Linked DNA regions of Mus musculus: region 1 is linked to region 2. The links are chromatin contacts, called in public promoter capture Hi-C maps. All regions are on one chromosome and are shown on one strand. Each heading gives the region's core, a stretch centred on a gene start, on an enhancer-like site or on the middle of the called end of the contact. The rest is flanking DNA. Distances are from core to core; before and after follow the strand shown. Region 1 holds the start of Fabp3 (fatty acid binding protein 3, muscle and heart). Region 2 holds the start of Ldc1 (leucine decarboxylase 1).

Region 1 (7,097 bases), core at 2,418-4,917, 86 kb after region 2:
CCACATCTGGATCTATGAGAGGCTAGAAGGGTGAGGAAAGAGACGAGACCCACCCCCAGCTTCTGGTGTAAGGAGCATAACCGGGGCAAGTTGAATGTATTCCCTCAGAGAAGGAAGTGTGAGCCGTACACACTTGGAAGGGAGAATGAGCTGAAGCAAGTGGTGCAAGCCTGGGAAAACTGAGGCAAAGCCTACCTGGGCTATAGCGTAAGTTCAAGGCCAGCCTGGGCAACTAAGTGAGATCCTGCTCAAATTAAAACAAACAAACAAACAAACAAACAAAAATAACTGAGGGATGGGGATATAGATCTTCATGGGAAAGCATTTGCCTAGCATGCAGGAGGTCCAGTGGATAAATGTGTTTGCTGTGAGCGCCTAATGAACTGAGTTCTAGTCCCAAAACCCAGAGTAAAAGGAAAGAAGAAGCCTGAAAGTTGTCCTCTGCCCTCCACACACTCATGCCTGCAGCTCACACCCAACGGTCATGCGCACAAACAACAACAACAACAATAAACCTAGCAGAAGGAAAGAGGGTGTGGCTGAGGATCAATCCTCGTGGCCCAGGCCAGCGCTTTGCACAGGTCTATAGCTCAAGGTCTCAATTCAAGATCCTGTGCTGCTCAGCTCAGGCAGGGCTCAGCACAAGAACACAGGATAGTCAGCACCGTGTCTTACGGCCCTGAAGCCTAAGACCTGGCTGCCCTTCAAGGCTGTAGGGGTAAACATCAGCCAGATGTGACAGGTGTCTTCTGTCACTCTCCACCATTCTCTTGAGACAGGGTCTCATTAGCAGCCCTGGCTTCCTACTTCCTACTTCCTCGGGGATAGAATTAAAGAGGTTAAAGGTTTTGTTCTTTTTCTTGCCTACTTTATTTTTGAAACAGGGCTTCTCACTGAACTTAGGAGCCTGCCATTTCTGCTACATGGACTTACCAGCAAGCACCCTTACCCAGGATCCACCTGTCTGTGTGCCCTGTTCAGTGCTGAGGTTACAGCATGAACAACCATACCTGGTTTTTATGTGGGTGCTGAATGTGTGCATGGTAAGCACCTTACCCCACTGAGCTATCTTATCTCCTTTCAGTGGCTATTCTTGAAAGCAAACTGGCTAGGTGATGGTGCACGCCTTTAATCCCAGCATTTGGGAGGCAGAGGCCAGCCTGGTCTACAGAGTGAGTTCCAGGATAGCCAGGGTTGCATAGAGAGACCCAGTCTTAGGGAGAAGGAAAAGGAGGAGGAGGAGGAGGAGGAGGGGGAGGGGGAGGGGGAGGGGGAGGAGGAAGAAGAAGAAGAAGAAGGGAGAGGAGGAAGAAAAGAAAGAAGATCAGGGCCAGGTGATGGTGCATGACTTTAATCCCAGCACTCAGGAGGCAGAGGCCAGTAGATCTCTGAGTTTGAGGCTATCCTGGTCCACATAGTAAGTTCCAGGGTAGCCAGGGCTAAATAAAGAGATTCTGTCAAAAAAAAAAAAAAACAAAAACAAAAAAAACAAAACCAGAGTTTTTAATGTATTTTCTCTAATGATTTCCAAATATCTCCCATTTCAAAGATGAAACTGATTCCAAGTGACTTAAGTGAACTGCTCAAGACCACATGGCATGGCTAGTATAGCTGTGATCGGGTCTAGAACACAGATCTTTTTGCCAGCAGCTGTCCGCCAGCCCCAGATCTCCAGCACTACATTCCACACTCCATGTAAGCAGACTGCTCTGGTCCCTGGGTCTCAGGCCTCTCAGGCTTTGAGAGAAGAGGCTCCTTGCCTAAAGCCTGTGACCTTGAATCAGAAACCATCCCATGCCCTCCCTCCCTTGGCACCTGCTCTATCGCTGAGGTCACCAGGGCTCCAGGCCCAGCCCTGAGGCCCGTCCCTGTAGCTTTGGCAGAATTGGACCTCTCAGCCTTTTGGCAACTAGACTCTCCAAAGGAATCAAGACAGGGGTGAGAGGACTTTTCCTCACTGGCCTCCTTCCCAGAACAGCCCATGGGTGGGAGAAAGGAACTTCCACGGGGACAGAGGCCCAGGAAGGAGGCCTCACCACACTGCAGGTATACTGGTCAGGCTCCAGAGCTCTGGTAACCGTTCCGGAATGACTACCCTGCACAACCTTCTAGAGGCCAAAGTTCTGTGCTTACCACTCCGTCCCGTGTAGAGAGCTCAGAAATTCATTTATGTCCCTCTTCCTCTGAATCCCCAAGTCAGGACAGGTCCCTCCTAGAGTCACTCCCAGAGGGAGTACTTTAGCCTGTACCTTGATCCATGTGGACTTCTCCAAAGCAGGGCCCGCACAAACCAGGAGCTTACTTTGAGAGAGTATCTTGCCTTGGCTCAGACTGGCCCCCAACTCAGGAATCTCTTGCCTCCAGGTGCAGGTGCCGTATTAACTGTTGGCTCAAGCCAGAGCAGCGGCACACAGCTGTAACCCAGGAGACAGAGGCAGGAGAATCTTTAGTTCAAGGTCAACCCCTGCTACACATTGAGATGCTGACTTGGTAATAATTAAACAGAAACTGCTGAACTAAGGAATAGGCTCCACTGAGGTTCCCTTACTCACCTGTAAAAAGGGGATGATACCACCTACCAACGAAAAAGTTGAGTGTGACCATGCCCTGAAGTAGGCTACAACCATCAATAGTCGGGTCTTATTTAATAACGTACTTTAAGGTGACAAGCAGTCTAGTGGCAGAAGTCAGGGGAAAAAACTGACTTCAGCAGAGGGTCGCGGCTTTCCGGGAGTTAAGGTGGCCGAGGCCGGAAGAACCCTCTGAATAGACAAATTGTCTTCGCGGAGTGAAGAACGACCCTGGCACAAGCTCAGAGGTCAGTAAATAAAGCCTGAAGCGCTTTCAGGCAGCGGCGACGGGTGGGACTGCGGAGAAAGGCGCAGGCGGGAGACATTCCGCAGGGAGGGGCTAGCACGTGTGGGGCTAGCATGAGGGAAGCAAGGTCACGTTCTCCGCCAGCAGGTGAGGCGCTGGGCAGCTCAGCCATCCGCGGTGTCCAAGGCAACTCTTTTCCACTTGTCTGGTAGGAGCAAGAGGGCTCAAAGGCCACTAGACCATGCTCTCTGTCCAGGCTCCAATTCTTTTTTACTTACGGCGACCGCGTCATTCCTCTCCGAGCCTCTGAGCCTCTTCTACAAGAAGAGGACATAGGACCGTTGAGATGGGTTTTTGGGTAAAGGCCCTTGCTGTCAAGCCTTGACAACCCCAGTTTGATACGTGGGACCCACACGGTGGAAGCAGAGAAGGGACTCCCGCGAGTTACAACGAACGCCCCAGTCTCCCACCCCTTCCCCATAAGTACGCCTACACGAGCATACACAATATAAGAATAAAACCACAGCGAATTAAAAAACAAGGCGGCAGAAGGATCAAGCGGCGTTTCTCCAGCGTGGCACCAGCTCAAGGGCGAGTTTCCTTTCAGTATGGCCGGGGGATGCTCTACTTGGGTTGCGGGAAGCGCCCCGCAGCCAGGCCAGGGATGGGTTAGATGGCACCAACAGGACCGCGGGCGCCGCTGACGTAGGCGACGGGAGGGCTGTGGGGGATGGGCCCCAGCCCTTTGCGGGAGTGCAAGCCCCGGCTTCCTATTTCGGGAGCGAGGGGTGTGGGCCACTTTCATCATGTGATGCGAGGGCTATTTAAAGAGGCTGTCCAGCCGGGAGCTGCGGTTCTCAGTGCCTGCTCGCCTCCTCACTCATCGCACCATGGCGGACGCCTTTGTCGGTACCTGGAAGCTAGTGGACAGCAAGAATTTTGATGACTACATGAAGTCACTCGGTGAGCGAACGAACGGCGCAGGATCTAGGGTCAGGAGGGCCGGCAAGGCGGTCTTGGCGCTGAGCTCCCAGGGGGAGTGCCCCCATGTGCCTCCCGCAAGCTCCTAGCCAGTCCAGACAGGGAATACTGAGGTGCGGAGGGTGGCCTGGGCTGAAGCCACTCCACTCCACCCCACCCCACCCCGGCCTCCTGGGAGGGGGGTGTCGCGGTCCAAGCTTGGCGAGCCTCGTAGCTGGAGGGGAAGGGTAGAGGCAGCTGTGGCCGCAGAGGTCCGGGATGGGAGGCTTTCTAGGAAGCAGTGTAGGTGATCCGGAGGTGGAAAGGGGAGGGAAAGAAGGGCGGGAGGCTGGCCGCAGGAGAAGGCAAAGAGGAGCATGGTGGTCCAGAAATTGAATTCCGAAAGGGAATAGAGCAGATAGGAGTGTACAGAGCCTGGAGGAAGACTAAAGAAAATCAGTGAATTCCATCTGGGAAGAGGTGAAGATACAGCCAGGCAGTCAGCAACAAGCCCTACCCCTCCATGTTGGGGTAGTGAAGAGGCCTCTCTCTGGAAGATGCCCTGGTTCTCACCAGCCTGACCTTCACCTACAGTGTGTGCAGCCACCCCTGGGATCAGTCGGAGACGCTGCTGCTAGAGCAGGGCAAGACGACCACTACACATAGGCTTCCCGGCCGCACCAGTCGGCCACCGGATCAGTGCTGGGGATAGGGTGAAGAAAGCCTGGGATCGAGCAGAGGGTGTCAGAAGAAAGGTGAAGAGCTATGAAGGGAGAGTGTGGCTTGGGGCTGGGGAAATTGTGTGGTGTGGGCGGTGACACAACGCCTTTAACCAGCACTCTGGGAAGCAGAGGCAGGTGAATCTCCCGAGTTCTAGGCCTGGTCTATACAGAGAGAATTCCAGGACAGCCAGGACTACACAGAGAAACCATGTCTTGAAAAAAAAAAGAAAGGAAGAGTCCCATGATTTACTTAATAGGAAGACAGCTTGGGACACATGAGCTCATCGCCTCATAGGAAAGCCCAGGATTTCTTTTTGAAGACTGAACTAGAGCCTTGTGCATGCCCCCTACTGCTGAGTTATACTCCCCACTCACACACACACACACACACACCCTCTTTTTACTCTGTGTAACAGGTTCTCACTAACTTCCCCAGGTTGGCTTTGATCTTGTAACCTGCCATCTCGGCCTTCCAAATAGTTGAGAACCCAGAACTACCTAGAGTTCTTCCCATTTCAACAGTGGGGAATGTCACATGAACCACTTATCCAAGACGGCCCCAGCCCTTCCTTTCTTGCCTTGAGCTTAGATAAAGACCTCTACCTGCGGAGTCCCTGGCTATATCATCCTGGTCTAGGAGGCTGGGGCAGGGAAAACAGGACTGTGTCATGCCTGAGCTAGCTTCCACTCCGTCTTCCCCGGGAAGGAGGGCTGGAATCGGACATGTTGAGGGATGTGTGTAGTTGCCTCTCACCTACTTCCAGCTCTTCTCTGAAACAGGCCCACAAAGCAATTTGTCCTTTTGGTTTGGGGAATGGAACCCAAGGCCCTTTGCCCGTGCTAAGCAAGCACTGCGACTGCTGAACCACATCTCCAGACAGGGCTCCCACCGGCACCTACCCTACCCTGAGGCTCTCCAGGAAGGCAGCTGGTCTTGTCTTTTAAGACAGGGTTTTACTGTGTATCCCTGGCTCTCCTGGAACTCCCTAAGGAGACCAGGTCCTGTTGTCTCTGCCTCTCCCGCACTGGGGTTAGAGGTATGAGCCCACACCCAGCTAGTTGGCTGTCAAGTTAGGGAGTACTAGATTACCTGGGCTTAGTTCTGTTTCACTGAGCTGCCGCTGCCTTCCTAGACTTCTTTTTGCCTCAGGGCATGTTGTCTTCAGGCCATTGTTCTGTGGGTGCTGAACCCAGCTTTAGTCAGGGGACTGAAATTCTATTTAGCCTAAAAATATCGACAGGCTGAAGGCCAGTAAAGTCTAGATGCACCCCAGCTTCCAGCAGTAACTGGCTTCACTGGCACCCTACACCTACCTGTAGGTGGGTCCTGGGAAAACAGCTTGGTTCACTGCTGAAGCCCAACTCACACAGATACCAGTAGGCAAAGCCAAGCCTCTCACTTCTTGCTGTGTAGCCAAAGCTCCTGACTTATCCTATAGAACCAAAGGTTCTTAGGACAAAGCAGCCCAGCCTAGTTTAAGTGACTTCAAGCACAGATGGTGGCTTGAAGGGTAGAGTATGTTATTCCAAGAATGATATAGTGAGACTAAAAGAGAGTTTGGGAATCTATGTCACTAAACTCGGATTATTTATTTACTTAGCCTTTTTGAGACAGGGTTTCACTATAGCCCATACTCTGGAGCTACGCAGCCCAAGCTGGCCTTGAATTCTCGGCATTTCCCCTGCTCCAGTCCCCTGCCTCTTGAGTGAGATTCTAGGGGAGTCACCATGCTTGGCCCGTTTGACTTTGGCTAAGACAGCACCGTGTCTCAGCCTCGTTTGTAAATGGAAACTATAAAGCTTAGGTTTAGGGCTGTCCCAAGGATACTTGGCCACCACTTAGAGCTTGTGCAGTGTGCACAGCTTGCAGCAGATGCACAATACCATAGCCTTATATTGGGCTGCCTCCTGCCACATCGCTGAGGATGGCTCAGAGTGTGCTGGGGCCAGACGACAGGTAGTCAACCATGGAAGATTCCAGGAAAGCTACTAACCCAAAGCACCAAAGGCTTGACCCAAGGGGTCTGTGAACTTTACCTGCTTGAGGGACACCTGGGACCTTGCCTAGGACTCAGATCCAATGATTATGTCAGGAGTCTCCCCAGGGACTTCCAAGTCATGCAGTTGTCGCTACTTTTTTCAGCCCTCTACGTCTGTGGTAGACAAGACTCCTTTGTATCTCTAACCAGGAGGCTTTGAAACTGACGCTGCCATACAGACGGCAGAGAGCACTGCTGTCTCAGTTTTCTGGGTGGAAATGGGAGACGACCCTTGTCCAGGGGACTCTAGAAGGCAGTTGACGATCTCTTGGTTCTTCAGTCCTGTTCTGTGTGTTCAGGAGACTAGAAGCCAGCGGGTACCCAGCTCTGGAGCGACACAGTGCTTAGCAGCTTCCATCTGAATTGTGACCCTGTTCACATCTACAAAATCTTCCAGGGGCAGGACTGCGTGAGGGGCTGGCTATGTGGCTCACACCCCATGGTACCTTCCTTGCCGCTGTTGCCGACCCTGCCCTGCATCCACATGTCTCATATTTGACATGAGTTTAACAGCTGCCGAGCTAAGGGAAAGAGCTAAGGGAATGAGAAAATGGCCCCA
Region 2 (7,024 bases), core at 1,248-3,747:
TGGTCATGTCCTCGATTTCACTAAGTGTTGGTCCCATTTTAAAGCGGGAGAAACTGAGGCTCAGAAGGGTGTTTGGCTATGCCAAGAAGGAACCTGCTCGCTAGTTCAGGCTGTTTGGTCTTGTCACATGGCTAAGTACAAGGCCGACTGTAGCAATCTGCTCATTTATTCATTAAAAAGCATCCGAAGGGACGGGCTGTAGCTCGGTTGGTATCTTGCTTGTGTAGCATGCACAAAGCCCTGGGTCCAATCAGCACTGAGAAACTGTGTCTGGGAGATCAGAAGTTCATCTTCGGCTACAGAGTGAATTCTAACCTAGCCTGGACTACGTTAGCCTCAGTCTTAGAACAAACGAAAACCAACAGCAGCAACAACAAAGTCTCAAGTCCTCAACACACCCGGTACCATCTTGGGGGCCAGAGTGCCCCCTTCCTGAACTCCTGACCATCGGCAATATTTCTCCAGAAAGTGACAGGCCGTGGAGAGGTGATTGGCAAGCTAGCACAGGCTCACCTGGCTGGCACAGTCAAAGCCGGTGCCCAGGGCAGCCAAGACGAGCAGCACCCAGGGGTTGCTGTTACACTTGACTGCATAGAAGGGCTGGACTCTGGGCAGGGCCTGGAGGAAGGTCCGATGGCGGCTGACCAGCACATCCAGGTCAGCCACCATGAAGGCATCTTGGCGGCCCTGTTAGGCAAGGACAAGAGAGGGAGATGGGGGATGGGTTAGGTCCTCAGGGCCTCTCCACTTTATGACGAAATCATTACTCTTCCTCTGACTTTCTTTTCCTTTCTTGGCAATTCACTTTGTTGTTTGTTTGTTTGTTTGTTTGTTTGTTTAGATGAGCTCTTACTATTATAGCCTAGGCTTCTGCTGTTGTCTCCTTGGTGCTGGAATTACAAGTGTATACCACCACATCTAACTTGTTTCTTCTTTTTTAGGGCCAGGGAAAACAGGCTCAAGGACACACAGCAAGAATATAACAAAGAGAAGATTTGATTTTCTTTTTTCATTTTTATCTTTCTCTTTCTTTCTTCCTTTCTTCCTTTCTTTCTTTCTTTCTTTCTTTCTTTCTTTCTTTCTTTCTTTCTTTCTTTCTTTCCTTCTTTCTTTCTTTCTTTCTTTCTTTCTTTCTTTCTTTCTTTCTTTCTTCCTTCCTTTCCCTTCCTTCCTTCCTTTCTTCCTTTCTTCCTTCTCTCTCTCTCTCTCTCTTTCATTCTTTTCTTTCTTTCTTTTTGTTGTTGTTGTTTTGTTTTGAGACAGGGTTTCTCTGTATAGCCCTGGCTGTCCTGGAGCTCACTTTGTAGACCAGGCTGGCCTCGAACTCAGAAATCCACCTGCCTCTGCCTCCCGAGTGCTGGGATTAAAGGTGTGCGCCACCACACCCGGCGTTGTTTTGTTTTGAGACAGGGTCTCTCTATGTAGCCCTAGCTGTCCTGGAACTTGCTATGTAGACCAGACTGACTTTGAATGTACAGAGATCCACCTGCCTCTGTCTCCTGAGTGCTGGGATTAAAGGAATGCAAGGAAATCGTGTGTGGCAAAGAAAGGATTAGAGCTTTGATCTTTTCACATCTTGAAACAGAGGTGCAGGAAGGCAGCCATCCGTACAGCAAAGCTGGAGGCAGATGACTTCAGCCCCAGATGATGGCTTGGTTGAGGGTGAAACCCTGAGTGTCAGGGAAGCAGAGCTACAAGAACAGCAGAACTCACCCAGCCCTGGGAAAGCCAGGTCTGATGGCCTCCCAATCTGAAACAGGAAACAGGCAGCAGTAATGACCAGTAATGGAAGAGGTGGGAATTACCCTCCCTCCTTACCGAGATGGACAACTCCTTGATCTTCTTCAAGACCAGCTGCCAGGCAGATGCCCCTGGCCCCAAGGTGATGGGCTCTGATGGCCTCAGGTGTTCTGCAACTCCCAGCAGATCCTTCTTGACCTCAGAGGGGGTGTTCATCCTTGAGACTCTAGTTGAGGTGTCTGTTGGGCACAGTCCTGGCACCATAGAAAGGACAGCTCTGTGGACCCAGTCTTTTCCTCCTGTCCCTCCCATAGCTAGGACAGCCAAGTCACTGAAGCCTGGGTCCCATTAAGTCCCATGAACTCCACCTAGTCCTACTGATCTTTTCAAGCTTTATAGTAGACCGCTGATAGCACGTGGCCTGAGCCACTGATGGCAGATGACAAGCAAGCCACAGCAACCATTCCCTCAGAAGAGAGTGTGTGACTCTCCTCCAGGCCCCTTCCCACACCCTCCCACTCAAGATGAGAAATGGAGATGCAATAGAATGGCAGAATCCAACTCTAGATCAGTCACAAGAGATTAGAAGTGAGACCTATGTCCAACACGGAAAGAAAGGGACTTGCCTCAGGTTGAGTAGTTGGTGGCACCTGGGGTTCCCTGGAACAGCCAGAGAACCCTCAGACTAAAGTGGGGTCCCCAGCAGCCACAGGGCTTCTTGTGGGCCTGTGTACTGGAGACTTTCCACAGAGATCTCTGGCCCAGCCGGGTACGAGGGTTCAGGCAAAGAGGAGAGAATGCAAGCAGAAAGGAGGAGTTGTCTCTGTTGCCTCCACTGCTGTAGCTGGCTCCACCTCTGTCTCCACCGTTGCTCTCTCAGTTACTCCAGTTAATCCCTTACTCAGTTACTCAGTTACTCAGTTACTCTGGCCCTAAATCGGATTAAAGAGATTAAAGGGGTGGAATTAAAGGAATGCACAGAAATCATGTCTGGCAAAGAAAGGATTAGAACTCTGGTATTTTTATGTCTTAAAACAGAGGTGCAGGAAGGCAGCCATCCATACAGCAAAGCTGGAGGCAGATGACTTCAGCCCCAGATGATGGCTTGGTTGAGGGTGAAACCCTGAGTGTCAGGGAAGCAGAGCTACAAGAACAGCAGAACTCACCCAGAAGAGGCCCTGGGAAAGCCAGGTCTGATGGCCTCCCAATCTGAAACAGAAAGCCTTCTTGGGTACCAGTAATGACCAGTAATAGAAGGGGTGGGAATTACCCTCCCTCTTTACCAAGATTGACAACTCTTGTTCAAGACCAGCTGCTGGGCCCCAAGGTGATGAGCTGGGCCAAGGAGAGGCTGACTAGCCAGTGAGGAGTGCAGGGGAGCTTCAGGTGATGCTTCGAGAGCAGACTTCTTCCCAAGCGGCAGTGTTACAGCTCTTATGACAGAAGCTCTCAGATGATGGAGTAGTTCTCACACCTTTATTCCTCCTAGATAGGGTTCTTATATACAGTTGTGGGGTGGGTCAGGGTCTGACAGCAGGTTCTTCTCATTGGCTTGGCCTGAGAGCTGCATGTGGGAGGGCTTGGTGCTGCTCCTACATGACTGATGGCCACAGACCTCTCCGAGGCAGAGGGGTGGGGGTAGGGGGTATGGGGGGAGGGGGGTGGCTATGAGAGGCTGTAGCTACGTGACAGGAGACAGGAGCCTAAGGGGTGTGGCCAAAAGTCTGCCTTTCCTTGCAGGCACAGTCACCTGCTGGGTCACCCGGGTTTTAAGCCTGAGCTCAACCAGGGACCAGGCTGCCTATCACAGCTCACCACCCCACAGCTTCTGGTCTATAGTAGGGACTGTGTTCATGACCCTTTTCCACATGACTCATCCTATGGCCATCATGACCTACTTTCTCTTTTTCAGAGAGCCCAGACGATGTTGCTATCTGGGTTTTAGGGCAATATTTTTGAGGAAATCCAGTCCCAACAAGATCTCAGGGTACAGGAAACCCACCTTCAGCCCCAACCTTCAGGCGGGATCACACCTTCCAAGGTGTGCACTGACAGGTGTTCAGGGTAGATGGGGATGCCTATGGAAAGCAAGCACTGGCTACCTTCAAAAGCAGGAGAGCCCAGAAACCCTTTCCCTTCTTCCCTAGAGATGTCCAAGTCACACTATAGAGCAGGTAAGCCTTGATGTAGAATTGAAACCCCCAAACTCTAGTATCAGGTGGCCCAGCTGGCTGAAGAGTGTGCTGGGATCTCATGGCAACTCTTGCTGTCTGATACCTACTTAAGTGGGATGGTAAACTTGTCCATGTCGCTCCAACTTGTCCCACCTACCTCTCCTAACCCTCTCTTTCCCTGAGAGCCTCTAAGGCCTGTGACCTGAGGTCCCTCCGAGGATGAAACCACCACCTTGGGACAGGATCAGCTTTAGGATGTCAGTTACCACTTTATGAAGGCTTACACTCCACCTTCAAGCTACAACCCAAGTAAGTCCAAACATTATTTCAGCAAAAAATAACTGAATCTCATCTATCCTTTATATTACACCCTCCCTCTCAGGACAGAGTGGGTATACCACTGGCCATTGATGGAAGGGCCCAGGTCCCCTTATCACAGGAAAGCTAGAGACATGTTTGGCCTTAACCCAGAGATGAACCTATCCATTGGTTTCTTCCTACAGTCTGTCTCCTCCCTGCAGCCCTTCTGTGGTCCTCCTTCCTCAAGATAGCAGATGGCAAAATCTGCCTTCCTACTCTAAAAATGTGACAGTGGGTGTATCTGTTGACTGTTCTGAGCTTCAGTTTTTTGTTTTTAAATCTGGAAAATGGGACCTCAGAAGACAAGAGGAAGAATGAGTTTGTGAAATAATAACCATGCAGGACCTTAGGGCCAATACTACTATCTAGATGCCCACTGCTGCAGAATACTCCAGCCTGAGACACACATACACACCCACATACACACACACACACACACACACACACACATATGCACGTGTGTGCACATACACACCCACATACACACCCACACACACACACACATGCACGTGTGTGCACACACACATGTACACACATGTCTTTTGAGGTCCTAGAGCCGCCTGCATTGATTAAAATGAAAGCAGAGGGGAACAGCATGCTTTTCCAACTCACAGAACCTGCCATCCTGTTAGGAGCATGGGAAAGAAGAGATGAGCCGGACTCTGAACAGGAGACTGTAGCCACTGCCCAGCAAGGGCAGGCTCACAGAGCACACTGGGTGGTAAAAAGAAGAGCTTGTGCCAATAAAATTAATGTGGAGTTGTTCAGGGAGCTAGATGTGCTCCTTTATTTTATTTTATTTTATTTTATTTTATTTTAATGTTTGGTGTTTTGTCTGTGTGGCAGGAAATCTAGTAGAATCATTATATCTAGGATAAACGTTAGAATTAACAGTTGTTTTCTAGGAGTGCTTTGACCTTGGGATCTTTGTAGGAAACAGTGGTTGTTTCTGTTACCTGTGGAGCTGTTTTTCTGGAGGAGCTTACAATCTTTGCATGGCTTTGGTCACGAGATGGTCCAGACCTGGACACCTGGGATGTCTTGCATTACTGAGCACTGCAAACTGCACAGCAAGGACAATAGCTACATGGGTGTGACGTTTTTCTTCAGGAAACATGGATTAGATTAGGAGCTTTGGTATGAGGAATTTGTTTTTCCAAAAAATTAACTTCTGTGTAACAATCATTAATGAGGCTTTGGGGCAGCTGTTTGACATTCCATCCACAGAGGCTGGGTCTCCCTGTCACCACCAGGGCTTAACTCATCCTTGAGTTACTTTCTCTAATAGACCAGAGAGACTCAGATCACCAACATGTCTGCATGTAAGTCTACACAACACATGCATGTGTGGTGTCCACAGAGGTCAGAAGAGGGCACTGGCTGCCCCAGAACCAGAGTAGCAGGTGGTCGAGAGCCACCAGGCAGTGGTGAGAATCGAATGTGAGCCCTCGGAAAGATCAGCTGATGCTCTTAAGCACTGAGCCATCTCTCCAGCCTCTAAATAGGAGTTTTAAAAACAAGTCATAAAACATACAGGAGTTAGCAGAATGAAATAACATATCTACAGGGAATGACCCTTTTAAGCTCACATATGACCAAATAGAGAGCATAGTAGAGATTTGGTTAGATCAGTTTATGAATAACACAAATTCACAGTCACAAAGCCCGGTACTTCTTGGCATCAGAAGACGTGGGACTCACTTCCTGCCTACTTGACTTGATATTGGTATGACTTAACTAGTGTCTTTGATTTAGGGATGTATTATTTTGATTCTTCAAATCTTAGATCCTGTGACTTCTTGGCTTTTGGACTTAAGAAAATATAATATTGAATCCTTTTTAGAAACAATTTATGTATTTTAAATGTGTGTATATTTATTTAAATGTGCATATTTATTTATGTCTGTGTTAGTGTTAGTGTGTGTGTGTGTGTGTGTGTGTGTGTGTGTGTGTGTGTGTGTGCAAGCTTGGGTGTACATGGCTATATAGGTGTGAAGTTCTGTGCAGGTGAAGAAGCCAGAAGATGTTGGATCCATTTCAACTGGAGTTATGGTCATGTGCAGGATGCCTGGCTTGAAGTCCAGTCCTCATGTTTGCATAGCAAACACTTCTGACTCATCTTTCTGTCCTCCTAATCTGAATCATGACAGGTGCCTAGTAGCAGCTGATCAGAAGGTCCCCTTGGCCATCAGACAGGGTCAGGATGTTCCTGTGGGAGAGAGAGCTAGTGAACCTCAGCTGGGAGCCTCCAGCTCTTTCCTCTCCCATCAGGAGCCAAAGCTCTCAGACTCCCAGAGACTCAGGAGTCCAAGCCAGGACAACAGGAGGAGCCTAGAGGAGGCTCAGTGGATCTAGGATCCCTAGTCACCAGGGCTTCCAAAATTCCACTATCAAACCATGGTGGAGCTGAATAAATCCTCCAGCTTGTGGTTCTAAACAAGAAGGTGAAAAGGGTCCCCATTTCCATGGAGATGCCATCTTCTCCCACCAGGTGACTCTGGAAGAGCCTATCTCTAGCTCTGCAGCTCCCTGGCTAGACCTGGGTAGGTACTTTGCCCCCAAAGCCCCAGCTTCTGCCTCTATCTGACAGGAAGGCCCCGAGGATGGATTGGGATAGGGTGAGATGAGGTGAGATGGGATAGAGAGGAATGAGGTGGCAGGGGAGGGAACAGGGTGGGAGGGAATAAGATAGGATGGGTTGTGAGGACATAAAAATGGGAAGGAAGGAGAGGAGGGAGAAGGGGGTGGGA

What was found. Promoter capture Hi-C pulls out the DNA fragments that hold promoters and counts their contacts.
Region 1: a contact with region 2 is called in a promoter capture Hi-C map of stem cell-derived epiblast-like cells, with 4 times the contacts expected there. The contact joins the promoter of Fabp3 here to the promoter of Ldc1 in region 2. A contact is called at or near these places in 12 of 39 promoter capture datasets (the 3T3-L1 cell line, cranial neural crest, embryonic stem cells and 7 more), 1 of 115 datasets of contacts at active chromatin or transcription factors (embryonic stem cells) and 3 of 9 other capture datasets (adipose tissue, liver and pancreatic islet).

The regions. Positions count from the first base shown.
Region 1 is chr4:130,305,071-130,312,167 of GRCm38.p6, forward strand. Fabp3 (fatty acid binding protein 3, muscle and heart) reads left to right here and starts at 3,668. Exons shown (of 4, transcript NM_010174.2): 1 at 3,668-3,780. The coding sequence starts at 3,708. Gm10570 (a long non-coding RNA gene) reads right to left here and starts at 2,635. Exons shown (of 4, transcript XR_868203.3): 1 at 2,553-2,635; 2 at 2,250-2,414.
Region 2 is chr4:130,219,798-130,226,821 of GRCm38.p6, forward strand. Ldc1 (leucine decarboxylase 1) reads right to left here and starts at 2,498. Exons shown (of 10, transcript NM_001034872.2): 1 at 2,367-2,498; 2 at 1,819-1,994; 3 at 514-687. The coding sequence starts at 1,956.